Linked DNA regions of Triticum aestivum: region 1 is linked to region 2. Evidence: chromatin contacts called from public Hi-C data. All regions are on one chromosome and are shown on one strand. The core of a region is the stretch at or near the end of the contact, and the rest is flanking DNA. Distances in the headings are between cores, read along the strand shown. Region 1 holds the start of LOC123165692 (protein WHAT'S THIS FACTOR 1 homolog, chloroplastic). Region 2 holds the start of LOC123170097 (probable beta-1,4-xylosyltransferase IRX14).

Evidence for each region. A called contact is a pair of places that touch in the nucleus more often than the background predicts.
Region 1: a contact with region 2 is called in a Hi-C map of leaf, with 5 times the contacts expected there. The contact joins the promoter of LOC123165692 here to the promoter of LOC123170097 in region 2. A contact is called at or near these places in 2 of 5 Hi-C or Micro-C datasets (both in leaf).

Annotation. Positions count from the first base shown.
Region 1 is chr7D:552,074,192-552,076,891 of IWGSC CS RefSeq v2.1, forward strand. It overlaps LOC123165692 (protein WHAT'S THIS FACTOR 1 homolog, chloroplastic), which reads left to right and starts at 1,435. Exons shown (of 5, transcript XR_006483088.1): 1 at 1,435-1,737; 2 at 2,413-2,700.
Region 2 is chr7D:551,908,780-551,911,479 of IWGSC CS RefSeq v2.1, forward strand. It overlaps LOC123170097 (probable beta-1,4-xylosyltransferase IRX14), which reads right to left and starts at 1,274. Exons shown (of 3, transcript XM_044587940.1): 1 at 163-1,274; 2 at 1-44. The coding sequence starts at 1,004. LOC123164616 (EH domain-containing protein 1) reads right to left here. Exons shown (of 16, transcript XM_044582155.1): 16 at 2,455-2,700. The coding sequence ends at 2,674.

The sequences.
Region 1 (2,700 bases), core at 185-2,684, 170 kb after region 2:
GGCTTCCTTTGCCCCTGGGCCCAAACATGTTTCGATAGCCCCATTAAGTTAACCAATGCCCTGCATATAATTGTATGGCATGAACCCATCAATTTAACTATACCCAGTGGCACCCTAATTTTATACTAGACCCAATGGCACCATAATTTTATAGGCCATCCACTAGATATACTTGATTTGTGATGTTGCAGCATTTGGGGAGACAAAATTTAGTTGACATTATATGAGGGGGGTCATACTACTACCACCAATATGCGTAGAAGTAAAAGAAGCATTAACAATCACAAACGATCATATTAGCTATGAAACAGTATGGATCTTCTCATGACAATCCTTTCGAGTCGTCCACTTGGATTGTATCCAATTCAATCAATCGGATCTAGTCCATGACTTCAATCGGCTTTGGATGTCATTCCCCGTAACGTCCATGCACTATGCATGAATGGTTTCCCGTCGACGAGCACCGGTTGCCAGCCATTCTCTGCTAGGCAATGTCGGGAGAGGTAGAGGTGTCCATGTCACCCGCCCTTGTCGTCTAAGGTGTACACGTCAACATAGGTTTCTTCTTGGGCCGCTGCTGATGAGGAGGTCATGAAGAACTTATGCTCCTTGTTGGACGGACTGAATCCCAAGGCCACATTAAATTGCTGTTGCCCTGGGAAGCGCCACCTTCTCACCCTTCTCGTCGTTGTAGACATTGACAAGGTTGTAACTACCGGGATTATTGATGCGACACATGGCCCTCTCGGAACAGACGTTGAGGACACCGGCCTCGACGCACCCGTTGTGCTCACGGCTCTTTAAAGCCAAGAAAGCCTCAACCTCGTAGCGGCACATGATTCAGTTTTTTCATTTTTTCAGTTTTGTTTCCTTGTTTCCTTTAGGTTTTTGTTTATTCTTTTCATTTTATTTTTTGTTTTTCTACTTTATTTTATTTTTTCATTTCTTCTGCTTCTTGTGTATTATAGAGAAAATTCCACCGTGTATTACAAAAATGTTTATCGTATATTAAAAGAATGTTCATTGTATATTACAAAAAAGTTCACTGTGCATTATGAAGATGTTCATCGTATATTAAGAAATTTTTCAACGTATATTCCAAAAATGTTCAGTGTGTATTAAAAATTGGCTAATGTATATTACAAAAAAAGTTCACTATATTACAAAAATATTCATTGTATATTACAAAAGATTCAGCATGCATTATACAAATTTTCATTGTATATTAAAAATTCAACGTATATTACAAAAATGTTCAATGTGTATTTAAAAAATTGTGAAATAAAAAGCGACCGAAACACCAGTTCACTACAGTGAACCCGATACTGGCAGGCCACTACAGAGAACCGGGTTCAAAATGGGCCGGTCCAGTTAGTTCCCGCTCTGTGCGAAGGGTCATCAATCTGACGCCCGCAGGCGCGCTCTAGCCCGTTACCCGTGCTGTTCTGTTCGGCTGTTCCCATCCAGATCGAGCCATCCTCACTCCGCCGGCTCCACGATTGGCCTGGCCGCTCCGGCGCCCGCCTCCCTCCTCCACTGACTTCCCCGGCCCCGGTGGCCCTTGCTCCCCAGTCCTCTCGTTCCCCATAAAGCCGTCCTCACTCTCTCACGCCCCCCGCCCGCGGCTGCGCTTGACTCCAAACTCGGCGACCTCCGAGCACGAGCAGTCTCGCCGTCATTGTCCACTGCCGCCGGCGAGCTCCGGCCGGTGACGTCCTGAGGGCCTGAACGCGACAGGTAAACGCCGCATCGAGCGCAAGTGCTCTAGGTACTAACTAGTGTGATTGTAGAAATTACAAGTACACTCCTACAGGCTACAGTGCCAAGTTCAATACTACTCTACTTCAGTAGTTCAGTTCAGTCTCTACTTAAGTATTTTCTGCAAGTGAAGAATAGATCGATAAATGGTATGGGTGATCAACTCATGAACCATTGCTTGGTGACTTTTATTGAGCGAGCTATATTCTTGAGAGCAAGTGAAGTGATGTAGGAGTTGTTGATGCTTTTAGGGCAATGCAAAAGCGGAAAGTAGTTTAATGTTGAAATTTTGTACTCATGTTGTCTTTTATTCTTGTAAGGCTATTTCATCTTGCCAACCAATCGTGTTGTTACATTTGCAAATTTCAAACATACTCCCTTTGTAAAGAAATATAAGAGCGTTCTGACTAAGCTATTTATATGGCTCTTTCGGTCAATTTTGTATTATGTGTGTGACATCAGTAAAAAAAAATGGAGGTGGCACACCCTGTAACTTGCTCTTGGCTCTGCTTCTGCTGCGATGAGTTGTTGTTCTGAAATGGGAATTGTTGGGACTTGAGACACAGGCTCTTGGTATTATGAATTTGATTCTTTAGTTGCAAAGCTTATGTTGTTTAAAATGGCTTGAACATTCTGTCCCTTTTTGTTTTGCAGAATTTGAAGTACAACTTTCTGCTTCTTTATTCTGCGCTCTTGAATGCTTGGCATCTGCGGTGCCTGCACGGACTTGCATTTAAGACCTACAATTTGATGAGAAGAAGATTGGCAGAACATTTATCTTACATTCCCAGATCTCTTTCCTTGATACAACTCAAGGAAATGTCCTCATTTTCTGCTGGTCATGGACGCCGGCCGAAGAAGAAGCTTTACCACCGTGAGCCTGACCTTGACAAGGCCATGGACCTCCAAAAGAAGCCCGCTCTCCTCCTTCGTCTCCGTGAG
Region 2 (2,700 bases), core at 24-2,523:
CCGCAAACACAACCACACCGTCCATCTTCCTCTCCCGGATCACCCTACATGACACGAGAAAACCAATCATCATCAGTAATAAGTCACCTTATACTCTCTGTTACAGGCAGGCAGGCTATCTGGCTATGAGTAGTAGGAACTAGTAGGGAAGTGTGCGCATACCGTAGGGCGTGGAGGCGCATGCGGTTCTCAGTGGCGTGGCGGTCGGCCCATTCGAGGGGCATTTTTTCCGGGAAGGGGACGTGGACGAAGGTGAGGCTGGAGCGCGCGAGCATGGAGGCGGTGGCGTTGGTGACGCCGCCGGCCTCGACGACGATCCAGGTGAGCGGGTAGGGCACGTTGCGGAGCGAGTGGAGGAGGCCGGTGAGGTGGAGCGCCTGGAAGGCGCGCGAGTAGGTCGGGGTGACGACGAGCACCTGGCGCGGCTCCCTGACGCCGTACCAGCGGCGCTGCTCCTCCTGCACGCGCTCCATGATCCGGTGCGCGCGCATGACCTCGACGGGGTCGGGGTGCGGCCAGGGGCGGATCCGAATCCCGTGGCGGCCGACCACCACGTGGCTCTGCGTGCTCCCGGCGGCCTCCTCGAGCGCGGCGGCGGTGAGGTTGTCCGGGTTGGACGGGGGCGGGTTGCCCGCGGCGGCGAAGGAGAGGGTGAAGGTGTTGGTGGTGGTGGTCGTGGTGGTGGTGGTGGTGGTGGTGGTGGTGATGGCGCGGAGCACGGCCGACTTGTTGTTGGAGGTGGCGGCGTAGAGCGCGCTGCTGGAGAAGAGCAGGAAGAAGAGGAGCCTGGAGAAGCGGAAGCCGAGGAAGAGCGAGATGAGGCAGCAGAGCGCGTGCAGCAGGAACCAGAAGGTGGAGGAGGAGGCCGTCCGCCCGCCCGCCCCGGCGCCCGCGCCGACGCCGTCGGGGCCCCCCGCGCCCTCGACCCCGCTGACGGAGGAGCGCGCCGCCGACGCCGCCGCCGAGCGCCGCAGCTGGCTCTGCGGCAGCAGCTGCTTCATCATCGCCGCCGCGGCCGGATCTGGTGGGCTCCCTCCGCCGCCACCGCCTCGCCCTGCGGATCAATCGGCCGCAGTCGCTCGTCGGTGGGTAGATGGTCCGCGGCGATAGGTTTTGAGGGGGGAGGGGAACACGGGGGGAGGTAGGTGGTGGGTGGAGAAGTGCGGTGCACGAAACTGCGGGTGCGGTGGCCTGGCTATCGTTGGTCAGGTGTGGAAAAGGGTGGGAGGGGATGGGATGGGATGGGTTTGGTGCCGGACGGGGACGGAGGCGTGAGGGAGGCCGGGCCCGAGCGCGTCGGGTCGGGGTTGAAACTTGGACGGGGAGAGGAAGCCGGGCGGAAGGGGTCGGGCCGGACCGGGCCGGCGGGCGGGTCGTCAGCGTTTCCAAGCGTGTTCGGCGGGCGGCGTCCTTGTCTTTTCCACCTTGTTTTTTTTCGATCTCTACTTTTTTTTCTCTCTCTTTCTTGTACGAGTTACATTTTATTTGCTTATTGATTTTATATATTTCTTGGCACCGCATGGGACATGTGGTTAGCAAACTTAAAATTCGAAAAAATAATTCTGGCACTATGTTTTCTTTTTAGTGGCGTCTAATATACTATATTTTTAGCCGAACGTTTACAATGATTGACGCGGCTGCAGCTGCGGGGGTCGGCGCGGGCTGGGCTCCTGGTCTGTGACAGGCTGCCGGTGCCAACCGTGTTTGACTTGCGAGCAGAAAGCGTAGTGTCGGTTTAGGCGACTTGCTTACGACTCGTTTGCTGGTTTAACATTGTTTTCCTAGAAGAAAAAAATACGGCAGACTCGCCAGCTAGAGGCGAGCTTTTTCATTTGTTTGGTCGAAGTTCCCCACCTAGAATTTCTTATTGCTCTTCTTTTATTCTTGAGTGGCAGTGGCAAGATCGACATGGAGCACGGCGGCATGGAGAGACATGAGACAGAACAATATTCTTTTTTATTTTTGCAGGACAATCATTCTTTTGACTTCGAATTCTGCCTAGCTGTGCCCTTCCACCCTCCACATGTCAGGCAGAGGAGAGAAAGAGGTGTGCTAAGATGAGGACGAGGGAAACCGTCCGGGCCATCGGATCCTTATCCTATGGTTCAAAAATGCCTGTTGCCGAAATGAAAAATAGTATGACAGCCCCGAAAGGTAAAACATGAAGCAGCATTTAACCTCCACAGCTGCGAGGCACATTTCTGCATCGCTCGTTACAGACATAAGCGAAGAAACAGGTGCGCACCCAAACTGTACCCATGAAAAGGTGATCTCTAGTCTATGAACACCAAATTAATACCACTTCCACATACAGCAAAACAGGAGGGCTGCTCCCAGAAAAGGACCTCTGGCAGACGACACACACGGTGGTCCAGCACTCTTCATGGGTAGCCAGTTGACTGGATCGCACCAACAAGCATTCAAGCTGCTCTTCCGAACGAATAGATAATCATCTCAAGGATCAACGCGACCACCCCACCATACCATATTCCGAATTCTTTCCATGCCATTACAACAAGGCCGTTCTCCAGCCAACAATTGAGCAATTGCTTCTGGCTCTTATGCATACAGTTACACAGCAATGGGTACAATATAGCAATAAAATACCCTACTAGACTGGCTACCACCATCTACGCCTGAGACCGAAGCCGGTCTTTCCATCATGATGTCTGCTCACTCGTAAGGGTTCCTGAAGTTCTT